2 separate regions of the Sus scrofa genome follow, and region 1 is linked to region 2. Evidence: chromatin contacts called from public HiChIP or PLAC-seq data. All regions are on one chromosome and are shown on one strand. The core of a region is the stretch at or near the end of the contact, and the rest is flanking DNA. Distances in the headings are between cores, read along the strand shown.

The links. HiChIP or PLAC-seq counts read pairs in DNA pulled down with a chosen protein or histone mark.
Region 1: a contact with region 2 is called in an H3K27ac HiChIP or PLAC-seq map of alveolar macrophages. The contact joins two enhancer-like sites. A contact is called at or near these places in 1 of 47 Hi-C or Micro-C datasets (embryonic fibroblasts) and 1 of 2 datasets of contacts at active chromatin or transcription factors (alveolar macrophages).

Annotation. Positions count from the first base shown.
Region 1 is chr4:11,203,291-11,210,653 of Sscrofa11.1, reverse strand. No RefSeq gene overlaps it. Among named protein-coding and RNA genes, the nearest start is that of FAM49B, 730 kb to the right of the region's middle. Within about 2 kb of position 1,428, at least 4 of the 83 cell types and tissues checked have an H3K27ac peak or open chromatin away from gene starts, as enhancers often do. A contact at or near this core is called in alveolar macrophages, where this site is marked.
Region 2 is chr4:11,027,377-11,033,795 of Sscrofa11.1, reverse strand. No RefSeq gene overlaps it. Among named protein-coding and RNA genes, the nearest start is that of FAM49B, 550 kb to the right of the region's middle. Within about 2 kb of position 2,590, at least 3 of the 83 cell types and tissues checked have an H3K27ac peak or open chromatin away from gene starts, as enhancers often do. A contact at or near this core is called in alveolar macrophages, where this site is marked.

The sequences.
Region 1 (7,363 bases), core at 179-2,678, 180 kb before region 2:
ACTTATCACAAGGCATAATTTTACATTTGTGCCTTTACATTTGCATTGTCCATCTTCTCCAATATGCTATCTGATTCCCACTGGGGAAGCACTCCTGTTATTTTCACCAACATATCCACAGTTTGAACATGGAACAGACAATAAAAAAAAAATGTTGAGTGAAAAAATGAATAGACAGAATGAGTTACAAACCATGGGTTCTTAATAAAGTTTTATTGAAAGAATGAGTTGGTTTATGAATAAATGAATGACCTACTCCAAGAAATACATGTTGACAGACTGGTGTTGATATTTCATTCTCTTCAGGGTCTGGTACACTAGCTCTCCAGCAGTTAACCCCCTAGGCTATGCTAAATAGTAATTCCAAGATAGGAGAACATGCATTGGTGGTGTTGGTAAAATCCCCGAGTGATTCATTCCAGCAGGTGTGTTAGAATTAGAGCATTTAGTCATTCGACATTGAAGGTGATAATGCACCCTTCTCCCCAAGTTGTCCATGGTTCCTTGGAGAAGACAGGCATATCTACAAAGTGTACTCAACTGTGAAGCAATGAGCTGAGGTAGCACAGGGGCAAAGGGGACACTATGGAGGAAGTCCTAAACCCAGCATTGTGGTCAGAGAAGACCCCAGTCCTGAGCTTATTGCTGAGGAATGGGCTGGAGTTAAGCTGTTGAGGTGACTGGGTGGTTGTACCAGGCAGGCAGAGGTGAAAGTGCAGACACCAAAGAGGAACAGAGAAGTAGCAACGGCAGCTCCATGGGTCCATTCAAAAGGAAACTCTCGCCTCTTACCTCCTCTTCCCCTTTGCTGTTTCTCCTTTCTGGCCAATTGTGCCTTCTCTTTTTTGTTCTGAAAAAGTCACTGCTTCCTCTTGTCCTCATTGATTTTTTTCTTTTGTCCTTATTGTTTTTTTGATATGTCTATTCTCCCCAGGTAGCCTGGGAAAGGGCACAGAGCAATGACAGGCCACCCTGGTCCACACACCGAGTTCATGTTCCCACATTTCTAAAGAGACAAGTAAGACGTGGAGCTGAGATTAGGGAAGTCAGTGGGGAGGGTCCAGAACCACAGATCTGCCATGCCTTTGAACCACAGACATTCCTGAAGACTGTCAGGGCTGCCAGAACCATGGGCACGGAAATGCCATTGGATTTTTCTAGCTTGTCCCTCAAACTGAAACAAATCCTGCTGCTTACACAGTCTTGGAACAAATGTGATGTGTCTACTTTTCCAAATGCAATATTACCCTCAGGCTTTAAATTATGACTCTCATCCTTGCTTGCCAAAGAAGAAAAAGTCAAGCCATGCACTAGCCACTCACGGTATGTGTTTTCTAAGAGTAGTGACTGCTACTCTCTGTAACATGCATTCAGCTTTCAAAGAGAACCTCTTAAGTGGCTGATGCTATACTGATGCTATATGAGCTGACATGGTAATGAGGGAAACTGCCCAGTGTTACAACACACCGGGGCGCCAAACCAAGTTTCCCTTCACACAGAGGAAGATAAGGCAATGTTTTTCTTCTTACGGCCCCATCCATGGCATATGGAGGTGCCTGGGCTAGGGTTCAAATCAGAGCTCTAGCAATGCAGAATCCGAGCCACAGCCCCAGCAACGCAGAATCCAAGCCACATCTGTGAGCTACACCACAGCTTGCAGCAATGACAGATCCTTAACCCCTGAGCAAGGCCAGGGATTGAACCTGCATCCTCATGGACACTACATCAAGTTCTTAACCTGCTGAGCCACAATGGGAACTCCAGATAAGGTAATTATTAAGTGATGAGCTTAACAGGTGACTCTATATTTTCTTATCTAATATTTTATAACAACTACCATATAAAGTAGACACTGCAGTCCCATATCTGATGCTCAGGGGAATCAGGACATTGTTGCTGTGTCACACAGCTAGTCAGCAACACAGGTCTGTCTGCATCAAAGCTGTTACTCTCTGTGCTACTGTTTCCAAGCTGCTCTCATTATGACCCTTGGACCCTGTTCATTCTCTGGGCTATTTAAATAGCCAGCCAGTCCACAAACACCTCATAGATTATGTTTATATACCAGGCAGCAGGACAGGATGAGGAATCAAAAATGAATAATTCATCAACGTGCATAAGACATTGATACATAAGCCAATAAATATAATAAATAAAGGTGATGAAGTATAATAAATAAGATGATGAAGAACAATGCATGGCAGAGCCAGAGGAGGAGCAGTCAACTCTACCTGATTCAGGAATTCAGGAGAAGAATCATTTCAGTTGGGTCATAGAGCACCGTCTCTTCAATTCCTATGGCTGCTATTAACAAATTGCCACAAACTCTGCACCTTAAAAACAACACAAATGTACGCCTGCATAGCTCTGAGTGTCGGAAGTCTCAAGTCAGGGTGTCAGCAGAGCTGTAATCTCTCTGGAGCCTCCTAGGGAGAGTCTTTCTCCTTGCCCTTTTCAGCTTCTAGAGGCCGCATTCTTTGGCTTGTGACCCCTTTCTCCACTTTGAGATTCAACAGCATAGCATCTACAAATCCCTCTGTGACGATGCCCCTGATTCCAAGGACACATCTCTTTAGATCTCACCCTCCTGCCATATTTGTGATGACTGACACTGGACCCACTGAATCATTCGGGCACTCTTCCCATCTCACGATCCTTAACTTGATGACAGTGGAAAGGTCCCTTTTGCCATGGAAGGTGACCTACTCACAGGTTTGGGGGATTATGATGAAGACATCTTGGGAAGCCTTTATTCGGCCTCACAGATGGGTAGAAATATATGTAACTGAGGCAGTCTGTGGCAGTAGCTAAAAGCATGAAATTCAGAACTAGGTTGCCTGGGTTGGAATACTGGTGCTGCCATTTACCAACTGTACAACTTCAGAGGAGTGGTTTAATCTCTCCATACCTCAGTGTCCACTTCGGCAAAATGGGAACAAGAACATCACCTGTCTCAATGGGCTGTTGAGATAACTGGATGAGTTGATGTACAAGAATGCCTGGCATGTAGTGAGAACCTTCAACATGGTAGCTCCCACTGCTAACTAAGGAAGACGAAGCCCTCCTACAAAGGCAAGGAGCTGCACAACAGATTTAGGTGAGAAGTCATTTGATGTGACTGAATCACTATGTTGAGTGGTGATAAGAGAGCACGAAAAGAAAAGTGGATTTGAGCCAGACTGCATAGATCCTTCAGCTGGTTGGTACCTACACGTGATTACATAATCAATCATGCCATAAAGAGATTGCATTTACCTTCAGTTGACCAGAATTGTGCTGAATTCTGGAGGAAAGATGCTAGAATTATGAGGTACCATTCAGGTCCAAAGAGAGGACAAATTGGCCTAACTGTCAGTGTAAGCAGCCAATATAGGAATGAGTGTTTAATTCAAGAATGACTCACACAAGATAAATCCTAGATCGTCATCACAATACGAGTGACAAAAATCAGTAATGAAACACCTGAACCCATCTTTCTCAGGTCCAGGACCGTACAATATCAAGGACAAAAGGACCATTAGGAGGGAAACACCCAAGACCATTTTTTCACTTTACAGAGGACAGAATGAAAATGCAGAGAAGCTCACCCAAGGCTTCTCCATGGCCCAGCCGGGATAGGAATGCAGATGTCTCAGGCACTATAGTTTATGCACAGAGAAAAGAATTAAATGAAGCTGAAGTCTTTACTAAGCAACATTCTGTGTTGGAACCTCTATGCTAGTTGTGATTTCATCATCATTTACTTAATGACTTCAGCAACACATTGAACACTTCAAAGGACCACAGAAATAATAAATATACCTATATATGAATGTGGAAATATTATAATTGTTGAATGATAAATTTGTACCCCTCCCCTAAATGTTAGGCCCTCTGTGTTCCAAATGTGTGCCCATAATAACCACTGACATTTTGCATGAATAGTGCACATGGATATCTCTGCCTGGGCAAAGACCCTACGGTCTTTGCAGCACGTTTTATGCTATACCAAAACGAGCATTCCACCAGCATCATAACCTGGGATGGGAAATGACGAGACAGCGAAGGGACTCACTCTCTCTAGGATGGGAGAGGGAGAGGAGGAGCTTATCTCCATCATTAACCAGCCGTAGGACTCTACGTAATACATTTTCCCCTCACTGCTCAGACATAGTAGCTCTATAGCAGCATCGCTGAAGAACATGGGCTATAAAAAAGAATGAAAATTTGCCATGTGCAGCAACATGAATGGACTTGGTGGTTATGATGCTAAATGAAATAAGGCAGACAGAGAAGGACACATACTGTGATATCACTTAAACATGGAACCTAAGAAACACAACAAAGTAGTAAATATAACCAAAAGGAAAAAACAGACTCATGGATATAGGGAACAAAGCAGTGGTTCCCAGTGGGGAGAGGGAAGTGGGTGGGAGAGGCAACAAAGGGGTAGGGGATTAAAAGGCACCAACTATTATGTATAAAATAAATAAATAAGCTACAAGATATATTTTACAACCCTGGGAATCTAGTCAATAGTTTATAACGACCATAAACGGAGTATAACTTTTAAAAACTTCAAATCACCATGCTGTACACCTGAGACTTATGTAATATTACATCAAATATATCCCCCCAAAAAAGAGCATGGGTTCGAAATAGGACTGCCAGCTTTAACAAAAATGAAACAAATCTAACACCCCACGTGATATACTCAGTGAAATTTGAGTTTCAAATAAACAAGTAATTGTTTTTAGTATCTGAATGTCTCCTGCAATATTTGAGCTGTATTTTTACCAAAAAAAAATGTATTGCTTATCTAAAATTCAAAGCTGATGAGTATCCTGTATCCTATAATGACAACCCAATTCTGTAGCTGGACTGCCTGCTTCAAATACAGTTCCAAGACTTACTGGTTGTATGACATCAGACAGCAACTTAAAATCTTGGGAGTTTCAATCATGTGTGGCTCAGCAGGTGAAGGACCCAAGATACTATCCATGAGGATGTAGGTTGATCCCTAGCCTTACCAAGTGGGTTAAGGATCTGGTGTTGCTGCAAGCTGTGGCAAAGGTTGCAGATGCAGCTTGGATCTGGTGTTGCTGTGGCTGTGGCATAGGCCTCAGCTGAAGCTCTGATTCAACCCCTGGCCTTAGAAATCCATATGCTGCAGGAGCAACCATAAAAAGGAAAAAAAATTCAATGCTTCTTTTAAAAAAATACGTAGAGGAAATACTAATGGCATCGACTTCAAATGATTATTGCAAATATAAACTGAGAAAATATTTGAGACATGCTTAGGGCAGTGCCTGAGTCACGATATACACTCAGCATATTGTTTTTGTTGTTGTTGCAATAATTGGGTGAAACTACAGGATTTCTTTTGAGAGGACCTACACCCTCTCAGAAGATTTCTCCTAATAGCATTTCTCCCAATAGCATTTCTAAGAAACATTATGTTTGAGTGTCAAAGGCATAACATCTATAAATAACACCTGAGTGTGACACATTGAGGACATAAAAAGTTAACTATGTGACTGAAAAATTGGCCTTTTCATTTAAATTAAGAATACCTTCCCATAAAAATGTGGAAAACCTAAGAAACAGCACTTTCCAATGAAAAGGTTTCACAATGACATGTTAGGTGAGTTTAAAGAAATTCAAGAAAAGATTTGCCAAATGGGACATGGCCTCTTTTCCATGGCTGTATACTGAAGAAGCTGATGCAAGCCCAGTATTTCTGAGCAGAGTAATTAGGTTGGCCTCACTTCCAGAGGATTAATTCCCAACGGATATGGCAGCCACCTTTCAGGTCCGTGCACAGACTCCATCATCATCCTGATTTCAATTAGAGAAGTGAAGCTCTATTGACTTGTGCTCACACAAGGAGACACAGCAGACAGATAACAAACTGGATTACAGCATTAATCTTATGATCATGGCATCAGAAAGATTTTTAAATGCATTACCCTCTCAAGGGAATAGCAGAGAAGTACCCTCCTCTTACAAGAAGTTTAATCCTTATACGAGGTGATGGGTTGATACGTAAATTGAGACTGAAAGTCAAGGCTTTTTCACTTCTTGAGAGGTATTGCATTTCAGGCTGGACTTCGACTAGAGCTGCGCCTCCCGGAGACCACCCCAAAGGTTGATCCTGACCACATCTCTAGGTGAAAAGGAAACCTCAGAGAAGTTGCCTGGATATCCAGCTAAAAACACCAATGTGACAGACAGGTTGACAAAATTATACAGACAAGGCAGAAAGCGCCTCATGAGACAGCTAATCGGCCCAGGCATTAACAAGTGGGATGAAAACAGGAATATTTAGAATGTCTGCTCACAGTCTACGTCCTTCTGCTTCTAATCTTCTCATGCTTATTTTCATTTCTTGTTGTTTTAAACTCCTCTGTCTAGTGGTGTGAGTTGCCCTTCCCATCATGCTCTGCTTGGGTTGAATGAGCCAATAGGGTCCACCTTTCCCTGAACGATGCATAAAGCCATAGGATCCTCTACTGAAGATGTTCCTAAGACATCACTGCCAAAATCCCAAATATATGGTTGGGCCTCAAAGTCTGCCCAGGCCTAGGATAACACCATCCAGATGCCAATCTCCTAGGTACCACAGGAAGAAGAAGCAGGAAAAGAATGTAAAAGGCCATGGAAAAAACCTAAACATCAAGCCAATCAACAATCAAGCTCTAATCCTATCAAAGCGTGCAATCAACAGAGTGGTAAAATACACATAACATCAATTTTCTGGAACGGAAGAAAATACTTGCAAATCATGTATTTGATAAGCAGTTATTACCCAGACTATATTAAGAACTCCTACAATTTAACAACAAAAATAAATAACTCGATTAAAAATGGGCAAAGGGCTTCACCAGAAATTTTTCCAAAGGAGATACACAAACAGACAACAATAATCACTAATTATCACAGAAATGTAAATCAAAGCCACAATGAGATATCATTTCACACTCAATAAGATGGCTACTATCCAAAAAAACAGAAAATAACAAATGTGGGAGAGAATGTGGAGAAATTGGAACTCTTGGGCATTCTTGGTGGGAATGTCAAATAATAAAACCATTATTTGAAACAGCTGTGGAGTTCCTCAAAAAATTAAACATTGAATTATCATAGGATCTAGCAACTCCATTCTGGGTATATTGCAAAGGAATTTAAAGCAGGGTCTCAAAGAGATAGTTGCACCCTCGTGTTCATGGCAGCATAATTCACAATTGCCAAAAGGCAAAAGCAATGTTAAGTATCCATTGACAGGTGAATAGATCCATAAAATGTTGTAGAGACGTACAACTGAATATGATTTAGCCTTAAAAAGAAAGGAAATCCTGATATATGCTATAACATTAATGAAACG
Region 2 (6,419 bases), core at 1,341-3,840:
ACAACCACAGCAGAACTGTTTTGCACTTAGTCCCAGATACAACCTCAGCATCTTTCAAAACACAGCACTCCACAACATAACACGGCTGTTAGTCGTCAGTCACACTTGGCATAAAAGATAGAATCTATATTCATTATCTCAAGGTGGGAGGCTGAATCTGCAACGTGTTAAAGGGGCTCAATGACTTGGCCTCTCTGGTGGAAAAAAATTTAAAAATTACATGAAATCAGGTAAATCTACTGTTTGACGGAATTCATAGGAAATCTAAGCATGAAATTCTGTGTGTGTGTAAACTATCCACAGAGAGTCAAGTAATTGCAAAATCATTACATGATGAGCTTTGAATGGTAGGAGAGGGGTCTTTTTAGACTCACCACCTCCACAGCTGATGCTCCGTTCCTGAATAAAGCTGATATTTTTCCCTAAAGAGACTAGTAGTTTCAGATCAACAGTACTGTTAGTGAATCAAATCTGCAAAAACCTGCTTAGGGTTCTTTAAAAGGAAAAAGAAAAAAAAAAAAAGGAAAAGAGTCCATGCCTGATTCAGCCTCCAGAAGTACAAGCTGTTCCTGAGCAAAATGTAAAGGAGACATTCTTGCTAAATCAAGTCTCTACCAAACCATCCATCCCAAAAGAAGAAAGGAAGTCTGACAGAGGAACTAAGCCAGCTCATTTGACCCACTGACTTCCTCAACTCTGAACCCAAGGAAGAAGAAGTAAGGTCTCAGCCTCATTTTCATTTAGTCCTTCCATTTGGGGGCATGAGAAACCCAGTGGAGTCATGACTCTATTTGCTCATTCATTCAACATCCAACAAAAATGCATGACCTTGTCTATGCATCTTCATTCACACATTTGGCAATTTAATAATTCATTAGCAAGCACATGTCAAGAATCAACACTTTCAGACATTCTGCTAGTAACTGGGCGTATGGAGAGGAAAAAAACAAATGCCTGCCCTCAAGGAGCTCACTGTACAATTGAGCGGCAGATGATGACTGAAAAAAAAAATGAATGACAACTGAACAAATGACTGCAATATGCTATGAAAAGCCTGCTAATAGAATTATGCAAAACACATAGTGGGGGCCACAAACTTGCCAGATAACTTGCAGCCTTACAACTTGCCAAAGTCATCTTTAATGTAAAGGACATTTTTCAAGTCATCCAAGCTGCTCTAAACCTTGAAATAATTTATGGTTTGGGGATGTTGGTAGAAATCCCATGTCCTCCAGTTTTACATGGATTCCAGTTTATACATCGCATCTCTTCGCACAGATAAAATCAAGTTGATGCTACTTACCCTACTGCTGCTATCTCTGCTCTGCCCCAATATCACTGGCCAAGATTGACTTAGGGAAAGAATAAGTCAAACCCTAAGATGAAAGGAAGAAGGGATATTAGCATTATTTATATGTACTATGACTATGTATCCAGAAAACCCAAAAGAATCAACTGAATAACTATTAGAGTTAGCAGACAACGGTAAGATTGCTGAAGACAACAAACAACTAACAACCAGTTAGAATGTATCATGTAAGAGAATCTCATTCATAACATAGTAACACGAAATGTCAAGGTTTATGTTACAAAATTTTCCATGGGAGAAGACACTCTTAAAGAGAGGGAGAGGATTTTAAGAATTATAAGTCATTGTCCCAGAGAACCAAAGGTGGAAAGAACCTGTCTCAAGGAGACATGTGGGTGTAGTCTTTGTCTAAAAAATAACATTTATAATGGAATAGTTTCAGCTAGGACTGTACATGACAAAGATAATTCAAAATGAAAAAGGCATCTGGGAACGTCTATCAAAGAAGATGACTCTAAGAGCCCACACAACCCCTTTCTAATGGAAGAGGGAGGATGCTCTGGAATGCAGTAAACATCCAGAATGGTGTGCAAAGACATATTCTTCAAGGATGGTAGCTGTGATGCTGTTAGTGATAACGAGAGACTAAAAACAATCCACTTTTCATTAACAAGACAATGGTTAAATAAATTGCAATACATAGATCTGTTGGAAATCCAATGTGGCTTCAGACAACACATTTTTATCTGTCCTAATTTGGAAAGATCTCTATGATTATATAAGCATTATTTTTAAAATTTTATCTTCAGATGTATACCAGTTGCAGGTTGGGTGCTCTGGGAAGTAGGCTCTATTATGATGGTACGGATGTTGTCTTTGCTTCATTGCTATATTCCCACTCAGGTCAATGCCTGGGACATGGCTGACATGCAGGAAGTATCTCTTCAGTGAATGAATTCATTAAAAATGTTTGATATTCATATGGCCTAGAGGAAGTTCTTAATAAATATTAGTCAAATTTTTTTCCAAAGAAATGCAGCCTTCTAAAACTAACTGAAGAGACATTACAACACGAGCTATCACAACCAGCCAAAGAAAGCTGCTTTCAAAACCTGCTGCTGAAATGTTTCAGGGCTTGGGTTCGGGGAACTTCCTTACTCAAGAAGCTCTTTCCTGGAATATGGCTCTATTAAAAGACAACCTACTCAGCACCACAGCTGACACCCCATTTCCTCTCTGTCCCTTCTTGAGGTCCTTTTTAGATGTCAGGCCTCACTGACTTCTCGTTTCCCATAGATCTGTCACTCTTCCAATGTGCTTGCCCCATTACAAGCAGTGACCAGGACAGTGACACCACTGGCCTCCTGCCCTTCCTGCCAACTTTGCAGCAAAGCAAGATTATAGCATCTTCCCATCCTGGACACCATCAGAGAACAGGCTGGGACCAAAGAAATTGCTCAGTGTTTCTGTGGAGTGGGTGTTGATTACGCCGCTTTAAGGTAAATTGCAGGCCTACCATGAACCTATCATGGTACTACAAACATCACACATGACTGCATTTCTACCGCACAGCAATCTGTGAAGTGGACACTGGGTGATTATCTCATATTTCCAGATGCAGAACTGGAAGGGCAGGGCAGGACTTAAATCCTAGCTCCCCGTCAAAAAGTTCAGGCTTTAAACCAGCACAGAGCTTATTCTATCATCTCAGTTCCACTCCAAACCCTTCCCCAGAACTAATTATAATGCCCAGCATTTCCTCCCTGGAGAAGGTAGGAAATGACAAGGAAAAGTATAAATAAGAAGCAGTGAGTGTAACCTGTAACATCTTCTGACATAGAAAAACCAATGGCTACCTTAGGACAGACTTCTGGAGGGATGGGTGCATGTCTGAGTTTGCTAGCTCAGGATATGGTGATCTTGACTATCACAGTTGGGTCAGGTCCAGTCAGTCTCGGGAAGAGTGAATGGGGCAGATTCCTCTATTGCTCGTGGAAATTTAAACCAGTCCTTACTTACTTTTTTGAAATGTAACTGCACAGAATGTATAAAGAAACTTCTATTGTCCATACCTATCAACATATTGATTCCAATCATCATATCGAACACTTTAAAATAGAGAAAAGGCTTCCATTATCCATTCACTAGACAAATATCAGTCAGCTTCTTTTACTGAGGCAGATGGATTTTGGAGCACTAGGGAAGCAAAGCTAAGTAAGGGAAACCAAAATTACATTCTCATGGAAATTGATTTTTAGTAAGAAAAATAAAAATACATACTTAAGTATACAATAATACCAACTATTCATAAGTGCTAGAAAGAAAATGAGCCAGAAAAGAGACAACGAAGGGAGAGGCCAGGGCAGACATCTCAAAGGAAGTGATTAACAAAGAAATGAGGAGTTCCCCTCATGGCTCAGTGGAAACGAATCTGACCAGCATCCATGAGGATGCAGGTTTGATCCCTGGCCTTGCTCAATGGGTTAAGGATCCAGCATTGCCATGAGCTGTTGTGTAGGTCACAGATGCAGCTCAGATCTGGTGTTGCTGTGGCTGTGGCATAGGCCAGCGGCTACAGCTCTGAGATGACCCCTAGCCTGGGAACCTCCATATGCCTCAGGCACATCCCTGAAAAGACAAAAAACAAACAAACAAATGAATGCAATGAGGGACCAAACTATGGCTGCATATAGTAGGGTAGACAGTTCCTGCAGAAAGGAGAATAAGTGCAAAGCCCCTGTGGCAGGAGGCAAGCTTGATGTGTTTAGAGAACAAGAAGATAGTGTGGAACTGGAGTGGTTATCAAAGCAAAGGTGAACCCCTTTCACAAAAATATTCAATCACTTGTTGTATCAAGGCTAGATAAGTAAACTGTCATATATCCACTCTATTGACAAGCAGTGACCCTACAGTTAGTCCAATGAAGGTCCAAATCCTAACTGCTATTTCCTACCTGTGTGACCTTAGAAATGTACTTATCTTATCCATTCTAGCTGAGAAATAAGGACAATCATAACCCCTCATAATATGGAGAGAATGAAAAATTATAAGAAAAGCATTTTTGGAGATGGGATTAAGATGGTGGAGTAGAAGGACTGGAGCTCACCTTCTATCATAAAAGCAACAAAATTACAACCAATTGCTGAACAACCTTCAACCAAATAGACTGCAAACCATCAAAAAAGATACCCTACTCCAGAAAACAAAGAGGAGGCCACATCCAGATGGTAGGAGGGGTGATTACATGATATAAGCAATCCCCTAGGCACCAGGTAGGCAGCCCACAGACTGGAAAGTAACTATATTACAGAGACTCACCTTCAGGGGTAAGAGTTCTGAGCCCCACATCAGGTCCCCATGCCTGAGGATCTGGCATTGGGAGAAGGAGCCCCAGGAGCATTTGGCATTGAAGGCCAGTGGGGCTTGTGTGCAGGAGTCCCATAGGACTGGAGGAAATGGAGACCCCATTCTTGAAAGATACACACAAGGTTTCATGTCCACTAGGTCCCAGGGAAAAGCAGAGACTCCACAGAAACCTGGGTCAGACGTGACTGCAGTTATTGGAGGATCTGCTGGGAAAACAGGGGGTGACAGTGGCTTGTTGTGGGGGAAGGACATTGGAGGCAAAGGTTTGGGGAATAATCATCAGCATGTGCTCCTATAGAGGTGGCCATTTTGGAAAACTCTAGCCCCAACCATCAGGGCTGAGAAGTCCCAAGCCAAACAATAATCTGGGTGGGATCACAGCCACACCATCCACCAACAAGCTGCCTAAAGACCCCAAGGCACACAGCTGCTTCCCATCTCACCCAGAGGCAAAGCCCCACCCACCAGAGGGAGAAGAATCAGCTCCAACTACCAGTAGGCAGGCAGCAGTCCCTTCCATCAGGAAACCTACAGAAAGCTACATACTAACATCAGCTATGGGGGCGGGGGCAGACATCAGAAGCAAGAGAGGCTACAACTCTATTGCCTGAAAAAAGGAGACCACACCAAAAATCTATACAAAAATAAAAAGGCAGAGAACTATTACTCTTATAAGGGAGCAACAAAAAAACCCATAAAAACAGATAAGTGATCTGGAGACTATACACCTCCATGAAAAAGACTTTGGACTGATGATAGTGAAGATGATTCAAGACCTTGGAAATAAACTGGAGGCATAGATTGATAAATTACAAGAAACACTGAGCAAAGAAATACAAGATTTAAGGATTAAGCAGGCACAGATGCAAAATACAATAACCAAAATAAAAAATTCATTAGAAGCAACCAACAGCACAAAACAGGAGGCAGAAGAACAAATAAGCAAGGTGTAGGACAGAATAGTGGAAATCACTGATGTGGAATAGAAAAGAGAAAAAAGATTGAAAACAAATGAAGACAGTCTAAGAGAACTCTGAGACACTGTTAAACACACCAACATCTGTATTATAGGGTGCCAGATGGAAAAGAGAGAGAGAAAGGTCCAGAAAAAATATCTGAAGTGGTAATAGCCAGAAACTTCCCTAACATGGGAAAGGAATCACTCACTCAAATCCAAGAAGTGCAACAAGTATCATATAAAATCAACCCAAGGAGGAAGAGCCCAAGACATATTAATCAAACTGACCAAAATTAAAGACAAAGAGAAAATATGGAAAGCAGCTAGGGAAAAGACACAAATAACATACAAGGCAACCCTGATAAGGTTATCAGCAGATTTTTCAGCAGAAACTGCAGGCCAGAAGGGAGTGGCATGATATACTTAAAGTGATGAAAGGAAAAAACCTCCAACCAAGATTACTTTACCCAGCAAGACTCTCATTCAGATTTGAAGGAGAAATCAAAAGCTTATGGACAAGCAAAAGCCAAGAGAATTCAGCACCACTAAACCAGCTTTACAACAAATACTAAAGGAATGTCTCTGGGTGGAAAAGAAAAGGCCACAACTAGAAATAAAAATACTACAAATGACAAGGCTCACCAGTAAAGGCATACATATAGTAAGGTAGGTAATCATCCACACACAAATATGCTACCAAAATCAGAAATCATGAGAAGAGGAGGGTACAAATGCAGGACAGTGGAGATGCACTGGCAATTAAGAGACCAACAAATTAAAACAATT